Regions from separate parts of the Mus musculus genome. Here region 2 is linked to region 1. Evidence: chromatin contacts called from public Hi-C data. All regions are on one chromosome and are shown on one strand. The core of a region is the stretch at or near the end of the contact, and the rest is flanking DNA. Distances in the headings are between cores, read along the strand shown. Region 1 has its middle 22 kb from the start of Gm30465. Region 2 overlaps Cacna1e (calcium channel, voltage-dependent, R type, alpha 1E subunit).

Evidence for each region. Hi-C and Micro-C count contacts between places; a contact is called where the count stands out from the background.
Region 2: a Hi-C map of cortical neurons shows a contact between it and region 1, with 1.7 times the contacts expected there. The contact joins two enhancer-like sites. A contact is called at or near these places in 1 of 15 datasets of contacts at CTCF or cohesin (pro-B cells), 1 of 484 Hi-C or Micro-C datasets (cortical neurons) and 1 of 9 other capture datasets (embryonic stem cells).

The regions. Positions count from the first base shown.
Region 1 is chr1:154,283,285-154,289,787 of GRCm38.p6, reverse strand. No RefSeq gene overlaps it. Among named protein-coding and RNA genes, the nearest start is that of Gm30465, 22 kb to the right of the region's middle. Within about 2 kb of position 3,482, at least 8 of the 459 cell types and tissues checked have an H3K27ac peak or open chromatin away from gene starts, as enhancers often do. A contact at or near this core is called in cortical neurons, where this site is marked.
Region 2 is chr1:154,659,595-154,666,271 of GRCm38.p6, reverse strand. The region is part of intron 3 of Cacna1e (calcium channel, voltage-dependent, R type, alpha 1E subunit); the gene reads left to right. Among named protein-coding and RNA genes, the nearest start is that of Cacna1e, 63 kb to the left of the region's middle. Within about 2 kb of position 4,616, at least 56 of the 459 cell types and tissues checked have an H3K27ac peak or open chromatin away from gene starts, as enhancers often do. A contact at or near this core is called in cortical neurons, where this site is marked.

The DNA.
Region 1 (6,503 bases), core at 2,233-4,732:
ACTTTCTTCTCTCTCGGGTCCAAGAACCTAGGTCACACCTTGATCAAAATAGTTCATCCTACTTAATCGCAGCTCTCTTGCACTAATGCCTGTGACTTTGAGTCTAAACCTCCAGTAGGCAGAAGTGTGCCAATTGATGATGTCTCTCCTCAAGTCAGAGTTTAAATTGATCGCTTGTAAACATCCATAAGCAGAAGGATTTATATCATAGAGAGTGGCAAATACTATAAATCACCGCTTTCTCTTTTCTTTCCTCCAAAGAGATAATTGTTAAATGTTTAGCGGCACATCACTGTCTACTGACCACCATGTCAAACTTCAGATACATACTTGATTTAAACAATGCTTGTGAGATGTCTGTATTAGCATAGAAATGAAAGGATTTTTAGAGCTAAATATTTCTTCTTGAAGCTTCCAACTTCACATCGGTTTCCCTTAGGACACGCCACCCATCTGGTCCCTCTTTCATGAAATAATCTTTTAAATAAAGAAATAGATGGTATGGCTTGCCGTCGTCTTCTATTTCCTAAGCTAATAGCACTCTCCGATGCTTTCAATCAGTCCTCACAACAGTCACCACACTGACTGCATCCCTGGAGAGGCTGTGGCGCATCAGGGCTTCTTTCTAAAAGCCATGGCTCCCAGAATGCTCTAGGGACCGTCTGCCCTGTGGTGACCACAGCAGACCCATGAACTCCAGGAAATGAGATTTGATACTTCTGTCATTGAAGCCTGAGCTGGGAGCTATGCTCAGATGCTCCCACACTCACAAATCCATCCTGCACTTGAGCACTCAGTGAATCTGGAAACAGAATGCCAGTTTCACATCGAGCCTTATTGAACTTGATCTCATATTTCTCTAGCCTCGGTTTTTCTGGGCTATTAAGATGTTATTTAATGGTGATTCTGCCATCTCTCGATGTTTTTGTCTGAACTGGCATCTGGATTGTGAATTATGCATTAGAGATTCATGAGCAGGCCATAAAGGAAGAGCCATGGGAGGGGAAGAAACTGCCATTCATCATGAATGCCTTCTATGTGCAGGGTGCCAGGCATTTCCAGATTATCTGACCTTCTTTAATTCTAATAACTTTCTAGGAAAGAGTTGATGGTACAATTTCAGCAGATGGAGACTTTCCAGCACCTCAAAGAGTCGGACTTATCCAAAGTCAAGTGGATTGGAAGCAAAAAAGGCCTCGAAACCTCTGCAGTCTGCATTGGGTATCCACTGCACGGCTTCTTGGGGAGCGGTGCTGAGCATTGGTAGTGGTGCTCATGAATGCTTTCTTGGCTCTCCCTCCTTGGAAGATATGAAAGACTTTGTATTCCCTCACTTTCTTTGAGAGACTTCTTTCACCACATCCAGAAAAGTGTCTTCAGAGTGGCTGAGGGATGTCCTACACTTCCTGATCACACAATAGGAAGCCACAAGAAGGAACTGAAGAAATCCTCATTTTTTTCCTGGCATTCTCTGGACAAGCAGTTGCAAGCTCTGTGTGAGGTTCCCTGTGCCTGTGTCCTGGATAACATTCAGAGGGAGCCTATGAAATAATGGTATTTTTTCCTGCCTTATCAAGTATGGAAACTAAGGTTTAAAGACGTTAATTCACCTGCCCAGGATCACATCTATCAACGGGCTTTTTTTGTTTACATGCATGCCCCTGTTCTCACCCATGATCTCAACAGGGAAGAGTCACCCAATGGAGGCCACAGCTTGGGTGGTCTGATCCGCCACTGGAAGATCTGTATCCTCATTTGGCCTTTCCTTCAAGAGTATCTGGGTTTTCTGAGGGCAACGCTGTATTTGCAATTCAGTGACATTCAGATCTATGTCTAAATTTCATTTGTTGTTGAAACTGATTATAAAGAAAAGGAAAATAAATAAAAGGAGACTGGAGAGGCTGAATCATGCATGTCCATTCCAGAATTGCAGTTGCTCTCCTTGGTGAGGCTGTTCTGGCTGTGGAAGTCTAGTTTCTTCCAGGCGTGTGTGTGTGTGTGTGTGTGTGTGTGTGTGTGTGTGTGTGTGTGTGTGTGTGTGTGTGCATGTCCACCTGGTCAATCATCCTGGCTCACAGAGCTGCCTGTATTTTATAACTGCATGTGATGTCATGGCAATGACCCAACTAGGCCGACAGATTCCTGACAGGGGTGTTTCCCCAGACGTGTCTAGAGCGTCTTGATTTCCTTCACTTGTTCTCTCCAATGCTTCTTCTCCAGTTCTGGCTAAACACTGTCACCACCGTGAGTGGTAAGCTGCCATCTGAAGTGAAGTGACACACCGCAGCATGAAGCACTAGATGCAAATGGGAACATGGGATCTTAAGAAAGAATACTTCTGAAGCCCAGATCATTCAGCAGAGAAAAATCGTGCGAAGACTTAGGTGTTTTGGTAGGACTTGTTCATTTAAGTTGCACATCATTGCCTCTTCAGCTCAGTCCGAAGAGCAGATGCCCATTGTGAGCCTGCAGGTGCGATCTGGCTTCTCATCTCCCTGCTGCTGCTTCCTATTCTTCCACTGCCTGTCCATCCTGCCTAGACGGGGCTCCCGTGACTTCCAAAGACTTCCATAACTCTGTGGACCTCCCAGATGTTCAGTCTGCTAACCCAAGCCAGTTTTGCAAAGTCTAGATTCTTCAACTGAAAGATCAAGGTCCAGCTGTTGAAATAGCTGCCGGTGGCTTCTTAGTTACCAGAAAGAGTTATCCTGTTTGATGACTTGACTTTAGGGGAAGAAACAGTGTTCATGGTCAACCCAGTTGGCATCCCAAACTGTTACTTTTAGCTGGAGTCCCAGTAGGGAGACTTGAGCCCAAGATCCTCTTGATGTGATGATTGGTCCCACAAACTTCCGAGGCTCTTCATCTACACCTAGCTCTGAGCAGCCTTGCCTGTGAAGATATGCTCTTTACTAGGACATGCTAGGCTAAGTATGCTCTGAGGCCATGAGGGAACAGAAGAGTATAGAACACTCATTCCAAATCACACTGTGATACAACACCTGTTATACAAGAGATAGTGATCATAAACACCTCTCTCTCTGCAACCAGGACACCTGAATAACTCACTGACAAAAATCAGCCCTTCATTTCTTTGATTCATGATCACCATAGTTCCTGGGGTGAGTAACCCTTTCCTCTGCATGTCCTAGATTAAAAGGGCAGTTTCTTAGGCAAACTTTAGTCTAAAATCCCACTACTCATCATTCCATGAGCGAGGAAAAAGGATCTGGGAAAACACTTAATTTGGGGGCTTCCTGCCATCAAATAACTAGACTTCTCTTTATATAGTTGAGTTCACTCACAGAAAACGGCATACAGTTTCTGCTCACTTCAACATGCCTTCCTTGGGCATGCAGGCGCCTGGTTGTGTGCTAGATCTTAAGGATGTAAAAATAGCTAACAGGACTTCTTTACTCAAGCAGTTTATAATCCAGTGAGAAGATCCAAACGCCTTATGTAATCATGTTATATATGCAAGCAGAGTGCTCTGTACAAGGTTCAGACACAGACACACTATCAAGAAGGAAGGTGCCGAGCCTGTAGATGTAGAAGCCTCTGGCAAAGGTCCCAATAGGAGATTCTGCCACATGGCTAGTTATATGCTTCCTGAAGACTGGTGGCCTGAGCAGACAGATCTTCTCTGTCTCTAGAAACCTTACCAGAAACAACACAGGGATCTTTTTCAAAAGGAATACATCTTGGGGGACACAAACAAAGGAAAGGAAATAATATCAAACAAACAAGCAAAGCAGATGGACTCTTGCTAACAGACTCTGCAAAGCTCCGAAGGCTGAGCTTTTAGCTGGCAGCAGAAGCAACTGAACAGTAGAGCCCAGGAAAGCACAAGAGACGTCCAACAACAAGGGTGGAAAATAAAGATGGACATAGGAGAAATGGCTGACAACTGGTTTAAGAGGCAGGAAGCATCCAGTGGCATCTTCTTACTCTCTACATGTCCAAGGCTTTGCTCTTGCGCCATAGCAAAGGACTCCATGGAGTGGACTAGAGGGTTGCTGGGATGGAGACAGGGAACAGGAAAGCCAGAGATGCTTTCCTAACAACAGGACTCCTGGGACTCTCAGGCAGGATTTAAGAGCCTTCTGCATCTGCAGCCAGAGCCTTACTACCTAGGCCATCCCTGCTATCACAACAGGACATGGTCCACAGTGAAGCAGCCTAGCCAGGTCTCCTAACAATGAAGCTATTTATAGTTGACAGCTCCCATTCGCCAGCAAGGAGCTTCTCGGTGCCTGCTTTTCATCTCGAAAGGACAGACCAGAACTTCCAGATGTTTGAGAAAAGGCTCTCTCATACCAAAACCTCCTTAGCCCACAACATCGTTTTAAGAAAAGAAAATTTTTTAAAAAGGTATTTAGAAGACTTTCAAGACAAAGACATTCTCTCTCTCTCTCTCTCTCTCTCTCTCTCTCTCTCTCTCTCTCTCTCTCTCTCTGTGTGTGTGTGTGTGTGTTTGTGTGTGTGTGTGTGTGTGTGTGTGTGTGTACAGATGGGGGAGAGAGAGAATCAATATTTTTTCAAGAGTTTTATTGTTGAAACAAACATAGTGTTCTCTTTTAAAATGAGGGAACATTCAAAAATCAAATATTAAAGCTCTCTCTGAAGTGAAAACTTTGAAAGCATGAACATATACTTGGCAGATAACCTTGAAAAAATTCCTCACAGAACAAAAACATACAAAGACAAAGAATACAAGAAATGAATAATATTAAATTAGAAAAACAGCTTCAAATACTAAGAAATTCCCAAAGGAAGAAGAACAAAGTCAGAATGAGTCCCACTTTCCCAGGTCTCCAGGGAAGGACCACGTGGATTGCCGAGGAGCATGAGGTGGACAGCACCAGTGACGAGCAAAACCTCACTTCAAGGGATATCACTGTAAAAACTTCACACTCCATGAGAAAGAAGCCCCTTCCTGCTTTCAGCAAAGTCACACACAGAGGATCAAGAGGCAACAATGCCCATGGCGGGCCTCAGTGTCTTCTCTTCACTGACCACTGGTCCATTGGCAATGACACCAGAAATTAGAAGTGAGACACTGATTTTAAAATTATGAAGAAAAATAACGCCAATTCAGGAGTCTATATGTGGGCAAACTGTCAATCAAATATCAAGGGAGAATAAGTCCATTTTCAGGCTCTGAAATTTTCAATATTTAATGTCCTTTATATGTTTCTCTAGGGTGTGGTCTCGCAAACAGAGGGAAGAATAATAAGATGAGACAATATGGGATCCAAGAAGAAACGATCCAGCGCAAGCAAGGGGAAAAGAAGATTCTGGGATGGTGATGAAAACTGAGACAGACAGGTGCTTGGCAGGTCTGTAGTGCAAACAGCACAGACTGAAGAAGAAAGAGAGAAGGCATCTAGATCATTCCAAGGTTAAAATGATGGAATTAATGTGTGGTGCATAATACATTGAGAAGAAATTTACATACGTGGAAAATGTGTAGGTAAAAATTGATGCTGAGTGAACAGGAACGTACACAAATGAAGAATTGGGACAATTATTAACTCCAGGGAAAATTAAAAGTTGTACAAGAAAGGAAATGTAATGGTGCTTTTACTACAGGGGCATGCTGTGAATACAGTCATAATTATGTAAACACTGAACACAGATCTCACTAAAAAACGATGATATAAGTCTTCTGGGAGGTTGGGGAAAGGAAAATTGTGGAGGCAGGGGAAGGAGGTGCTAAAGAGAGAGAGAAATCTTCCTCTTTCATAGTGAGAACTTAATAGAGAGTCTCCAAGAGTGGAGAACAAAGAGATTCATGTGGAAGTTATTCTGCAGAATGAAAATGAATGTCCAAAGAATAGCAAAAGTGGGCTGTCCCTGGGAAAGGTTGCAGATATTTTATTTTTTGTAACAAGGTTTGGAACCATTTGGCTTTTAAAAACATGAATAACAAACTAAAACGTAAAGATGCAATTCTGTGGATGGAGAAAAGCAGCAGCTACCTCCAGGACAGAGGAAGCATTGTATATAATTACCCAAAGCTTGGTGCTGAGTGGTGGGTGGAGGAAGCCTTCCTGGAGCCTGGGAGTGTGGCAAGATCTGGAGAGGTGAGCAGCCTCCAGATTTGAGGGCTCTGCAGGGATCATGTCTAGGATGCAGGGAGATACCTCTGAGTGAGCCATGGAAGATGGAAGACTGGCCGGGCCCCTTAAGATGGGCTGGTTGTCAGAAAAAGACTGAGTCCGGTGGTGCAGAATAGTGGCTCATTGGTCAAGCTAAATTCTAAAATGTACTTTCTGTGATCACAGTGGAGAAAAATACTAACCACAAGAAATCAACAAGGCTCCATGGTTCATGAGGCAGTCGCAGCAAAACAACTGTCTTCCTTCTGAAGTATGGCAATGGAAGAGCAAGAGAGAGCTGTGCCCCAGGATCTCTTGCTTCAGTTATTTTCTCTCTGCTCTTTTTGTGAACAAGATAGAGTGATGCATAGCTCAAGGGTTCAATCTTAGCTGATTTCTGGC
Region 2 (6,677 bases), core at 3,367-5,866, 380 kb before region 1:
AGAATACTCAACAAGTAGGCAAAGGATTGGCTTGGAAGGGAGTATGTGCCAAGTATTCAAGTTTGAAAGCAGTCTTGGGCTGGCTGGGAAGCTGGCCAGTGTGTGTTATCCTTGAGAGAGGGCGTTGGTAGAGAGATCTCACTCTGGCCTGAGGTTGGATGCTCTGGGCTTTTGCCAGCATCTTCCTTCCTTGAACCTCTGCCTAGCTGTCTGAGAACAAGGAGTGCCCTTCCCTGGCCCCACACATGCTCACCTCCTGCATTCCTGTTGCCCTTGGGCTTTTCATGTGGCCTGCTTCATTATGGCCACTGAGATTGCACCTCCTTTCTATGTCATGCCTGCTGTACAATTCTAGATCTGTTCTTTTCTATGCTTGGTGTGTTTGAAATTCTACAGTCACATGGGGAACTCTGCGGATCCCCCTCTAGGCTAGAGGAGAAGGAGGAATTCTCAATAGACAGCTGCTGACCATTTATGTTGTTGAAGAAAAAAAATCATCTATAATAGATAACCGCTGCTGCGCATGATCCATTGTGATAGTCACCATCTTCCCATGTTGTCTCTGATTCTTTGTCACAAGCACTAGGCTTTCAGGGCACAGGTTTTGAGCGTGAGCCCTAGACCATTGTGCACTCTGGGATTTGGACCTCAGTATCAATGTGGGGTCAGCAGTGTTGAAGTAGAATTAGACTCATCATTTTTTCTGCATTTGTTATAGCATTTGTTATTTCCCAACTCCTGCCTGTGTTTTTATAATTTTATGTGTATGAGTGTTGGCCTGCATGTTTGTATGTGCACCAGATGCATTGTCTGGTCTCCCGGGAAGCTAGAAGAAGGTTTTGTATATTCTGTAACTGGAGTTAGAGATGTTGTAAGCCACTGACATCTGGTGTTGGTAATTAACCCAGGTTATTTACAAGACTAGCAAGTGCTCTTAACCTCTGAGCCATGTCTATAGCCCCACAGTAGGCACTCTTAACCCTTTAGCCATCCCCCCAAGCCCCTCACATCTGCCTAAAAAAAGCCACATGTTTTTTCTGTTTGTCTCTTGGCTACCTCTATCTCATGACTTGGATGTTTTCATGGCTTTTTGGCTTTCTGACATCACATTCTCCCCAGTTTCTTCTTTATAAGAAATATCCTGGAGCCCCATCTTCAGAGAGCCCCCATCTCCTAAGATGTGACCCTGAATGCCTCTTCATTTCCTAGTCCCTAGATTCTGTGGTCTCTTTGTGGCCTGTAGTGGCTTCCTCAGCAGTATGCTGCCCTAGATGTCAACTTCTACCCCAGAAGCTCTAGACACCTGCCTGCCTCTGCTTGCTCTTGTACACACTCATTACTCCATCACATTCCTCCCGATGACCTGCCATCCTCATCACTTGCTTCTTGTGCATTTTTCCAGTCTTTTTTTCCCTTTTTTGGCATCAAGAGCCACAGTTCATTTGAACTAGAGGGACCTTGGAGATCCTTTGGTCTGACTTCTCTCTGGACCTTCGAGAGGAGATGACTTGTTTGTTGTGAGTACAGCAGGTCTGTTTAATACCAGGCCTTCTTTTTGTAGTGCATCCCTGCTTCCATCACAATAGGCTACCTAAAGGTGATAGGAAGTGATCTCACTCTCATCTAACTAGGATGATGTCATCAATAGAGACAGAGATGCAGTGGAGATGAGAAACCATGTTTGTAGGAGGTTTCTTATTCATTGCTTTTGCCATGCAATTAGCATCATATTATAGTCTCTACTCATGCTTACTGTCACAGCCACAGATTGAGCCCTTTATTGTATCATCCTATGGCACCAATTTGTTTGCTATTTCATGCACCAAAGTAAAAACTGTCTCAATGACGTATCGCATAGCTCCAGGCAGAGGCTAGAACCAACTGTATGCTTAATTCACAGAGTATCAAGGGCAAGTCTAGAAAGCCTCACATTTGAGTTACTAGATATAATAAAGACCTTTCCACTCACAGCAGTGATAGCTTTTCTTAATTGTTGAACTGAGGCTTCCTAGAGTCCCCTAGCTAGAGTCACGGACACGTCCTCCCCTTCTGTTTTCACAATACTTTATTAGCATCTTTGTTTTTGCTCAGATAGTGTGGGTCATTACGAACAGACTCCTGCCTCCTCCTGGATTTTGAGTTTCTGGAGGAAATAAATAGACTTTCTTTGTATGGCTCATGGGAGTCTTTGGCCATGAAGTGTGTCATGTTATTTTGCTCAATATCAGGTAGCTAAATTGGATGCTCTAAGTATTGACATAGTTAACTTCTAATTCATATGTGTTCTGTCTGCCCATCTCATAGCCTCCTTTTACAATGTGGCCAAACCCCAGACTGGGACTAAGGCCAGGCTGGGAGGGTTTGGGATGATTTCCAGATGGGCAGAGGTAGTTGTGTATCTGGGCATGCCTATAACCACATCTCAAAGCCAAGTATACAATCAATTACCTTGGTCTTATCCATCATATTTAGTTGGCTAGGCTGCTTCTTCCATTAGCCCAGATAATGAAGAGATGGCATTTGTATTGTTTATGTTGTGGCACAGAAAACAATGCCCCATCTAGATAACAAGGCATAGTAGCCTTTTCTGAATACTCAGATGGAAGTGGTCTGGGGAAAACAAGCATGTCTGAGAGGAACAGAAACAAAGAGCTAGCCAGAACAAGGAATTAGTGAGAATGCTGGACATTTGGTTTCTTATAAGAATATAGTTTTGTTTTAATCTCAGGTGTGAGATATGGGGCTACTTCAGATTGTCCTCAGCAGCTGACTCTGATTTGCCTTGAGCGTTAGCAGAGCCATGGTTTTGCCAGCTGCAGGTCATTTCTTTGATTATGTGATGTTAGGAGTTGCTGGAATTTTTCAGTGCATGTATAAATGCTAGGGCCCAGAGAGGTGGGGTGGGTTGTTGGTGGTTTGTTGTTTGATTTTGCTCAAGGTTTGTTAAGTAGCCATGTGCAAAGAAGAAACAAGAAGACAGTGGATATTCTGATGATAAAGAACAAACTTACCGCAACTCAATGGCCCTGGTCAACAGAAAGTATTCTGATAGAACATCACCTGCTCTCTGACAACTAACTTCGTTCAGGAATCTCTTTCCTCTCTCATCTTTATCCCTTTTTCTCTCCAATTTACTACTAGGGGTTTAAAGGGTGGAAAAGGAGTGGAGAATGTTAGAAGAAAGAACCCACCAAATAGCTAAATCCAGCTACAAGGAATTGATCTGCATTGATTTCAAGCCCCAGGGATCTTACAAATCTAACTCATCTTACAGAATTAAGAAATGGAGCCCCCCACTAACATGAGGGTTACTGAACTGGATTGAGCCAATGGAACCAAAGAGGAAGGGGACTGATACGAGAGACATTTATTGACATTTAACCCTAGAGGATGGGGGGAAGGGGGAATCAAAGTTGAACCTCAGGCTGGGGGGTGACTCCCTATATTGAGGTGTGTTAACATTCTGGATAAGGAGCAGTCTGAAGTGTGGAGCTTTGAGGATGGTTTTGGCTCTGTGAGTTCAATGTGCTGTTTGAACCATTGGGTAGCACTCTTATAGGAGCACTGGAGTTTAAGGCAGGGGACCTTGGACTTCTGGGATCTATCATTATATGGTGGCTGTTGGAACAGTAGATAGGGGCTAGATTCTTCCTGGATTCCTAGAGAGAGAGAGAGATACAGAGAGAGAGAGAGAGAGAGAGAGAGAGAGAGAGAGAGAGAGAGAGAGAGAGAGAGAGAGAGAGATGGGAAGAGACTGGTGACCTGAGTCGAAGTCAACAGTGCATGGGCAGATCCAGGTCTCTAGCAGGGTGGTTGTTGGAGACCATTAAAGGGAAATGAAGGAAGACAGAGATTCTGGAAGAAGAAAATGGTTCTCTGGGTCAAAGGAAATGTAGAAAGGCTATGCTGGCAATCGCCTGGGAAACCCCGATGTTTCCTATTCTTACTCTGTAAGTGAGTGCTGTTCCTCTGTGGCAGATAGTAATGCACCAGGAGAGGAATTCTTCCTGCTCTGTGTCTTAGAGTCCACACGTAAAAGTCCCTGCTGGCTCTGGGCTTTAGTCACGTGGCATGGAACTAGTCATCCCTGGGCAGTTTGCAGAGAGAGGGAGAGGGGGCTGGGTGTGAGAGATTGGTGTCTTAATTTTAGCAAGACTTTTGGAGCTCCTTGGAAGGCAAGCTTTATTTCTACAAAAATAGAAAGTATTATTATTACTACATCTTCGTGCTGCATTGGAGCCAAATACTGGAGTCCTCAATACTGTATTTATTTCCCTGGGCTTTGGGAAGGGTGGAAAAGAATGGGACATTTAGGTTGCTAAGTGACGTGCTTCTAAAAATATTGAGATTCCCTAGTGGCTCCTTCTCCTGTTCTTTTGGTTGGACTAAGAAGATGATAAGGTCAAGTAATAGCCTGACCCTGTATTGAGGTGGGCCCAAGGCATCTTGTTGGGGAAGAATAGAATAAACTCTCCCTCTTGGACCCTCCTACCTGCTTCCCCTTAGGGCCTACTACTTTGAGAAATCACAGGAAAAACTGGGCCTCCCCCTGCCTGAATCCAAGAGCCTTGCCTAGGCAGGCAGCCCTGATGGTTGCCATGGTGATAGTGGGTGGTTGGGGGAGGCGGTGATGCAGCGTTTGGCCTGTGCAACTGAGGTCCCCAATGTAGGCTGCCTGAAGCTTAAGCTCCTGATACTCTTGGCGATTCTTCTAGGATTCCAGAGCGTCACTTGCTACAGTGTTGAAATCTTCAGAACTGACAGGCATCTAGACAGCCGAATCAATCCTTCATTGTTTAATATGTATCTCATAGACCCATAAACTTGTGGGATTCGGAGCTCCACAGAGACCTTGGTAGGGGAAAGTATATGCAGAAGAGAACTCTGTGCAGGGGAGAGGGGCTAATACCACAGACCTGAGAGTCGGGGGATGTATTTAAGAGCTTCTAACTCATCAGCATCCCTGACAACTGGACACTAAGCCCCTGAGTTGACAATGATTATGATATGAAGTTCATTATAGAACAGAACAGAACACACTATTTCATTGTTGAATTAGATTTCTCTTTTTCTCTTTGGCAAAATCTCTCCCTTCCTGACTTGATCCAGCCTCTCAAAAGCCATGCAGTAAACAGAGCACGAATGCCGTCGTCTAAATGATGTCACCAAACAAAACATTCATTCTTTTGTTTTTTATGTATCTTTTTGTGTGTATGTGTATTCACATATGTGGCTATGGAAACACATGTGCTATGGTGTGCCTGTGTGGGGCCAGAGGACAACCTCAGTTGTTGGTCCTCATTGTTGGAGATAAGGTCTCTGTTGGTATAGCAGCTTAGCTGGTCCATGACCTTCTAGGGATTCTTCTGTTTCTGCCACACCCATCTCAGTGTAGGAGTGCTGGGATCACAGGCATGAGTGATCATACCTAGCTTTACTCGGGTTCTGAGGGTCTGAACTCAGATTTCCAGTTTTGTGTGGCAAGTGCTTTGGCCCAGCCTCCAAACATAGGTAACTTTTCATCTGATGTCATCTCTCAATGCCTTGCTATGTTTCTGCCTTCCTGAATTTCAACATAGTTTCTTCTCATACATCAGTGTATGCTGATTATAGTAATATCTTGTGTTATGACATTTTCATACATTTGTATCACTTGCTTTGATGATAACCACACATAGCCATTGACCTTTTGTCTCAGTATTACTTTTTAAAATGGGACACTCTGAACAGAACATACAGCTGTAACTGGTCTGCTCCTCTGTAGAGTAGCTCAGGACAGAAGGCACAGGATTGGTGAAAATTCTGAGAATGGTATGTCCCCAGGCCATACCACTGTCAGACATGAAACCTGTGGGAGTCCTTCCCAGATCTGCATATGGACAATTGACCTTGTTCTCTACATTTTTCCCATTTAAACTGTTGATAAAAATTGCTGAGTGAGAAGAAACAACATAATGATAGAACTGCCTTTATGAAGTTTGAATGTATAACATAATAGCATCAACAGCTACATACACATACACACTCACACACATATACATATGTACATACATACATATGTATATATACACATATATCCTTCTATGTATTTGCTTTTCTGTTCTTGCATCCCATCTGCAATCTGGCAATCAACCACTGTTCTTCTGAGGTGGTTGCTGTCATTACTTCATTAATGAAGAAGTGGAATCACAGAGAAGTTGTGTCCATTGCCCTTGGGCACGTGGGTTCTAGTAGCAAAGTTGGTATGTTGCAATTCAGCGTTTCATCTACTGATCAATAGAATTTGGAAAAGATGTTTTCAAGTGACAGAAACTCCACGTGGTCCTCTCTGCCACTGTGACAGTAGGATGTCGGCGTGCTTTGCTAATCAACCAGTACCAAATGCTGAGCATTGTCCTGATTGATCTGCCCAGTAATCCTATTGAAGCAGTCAGAGAGATTCCATTGGACCGGTTCATCCTAAGGAGCCTTGGGCCAGTTCCTGAGAATGGTAAGTGGTGGCTATGCTGAGGCCTTACCACACCTGAGCTGCTCTTGTGCTAAGCACTGAGCTACCATTCCTGTCCTGCATTATATGAGTATCTTACTTTCTTACTGTTCTCAATTTGTCTCCAGTCTGAGCTCTTTTGGAGTTGACAGTCTAATCACTCTAGAATCTTCTTCTTCTTCTTCTTCTT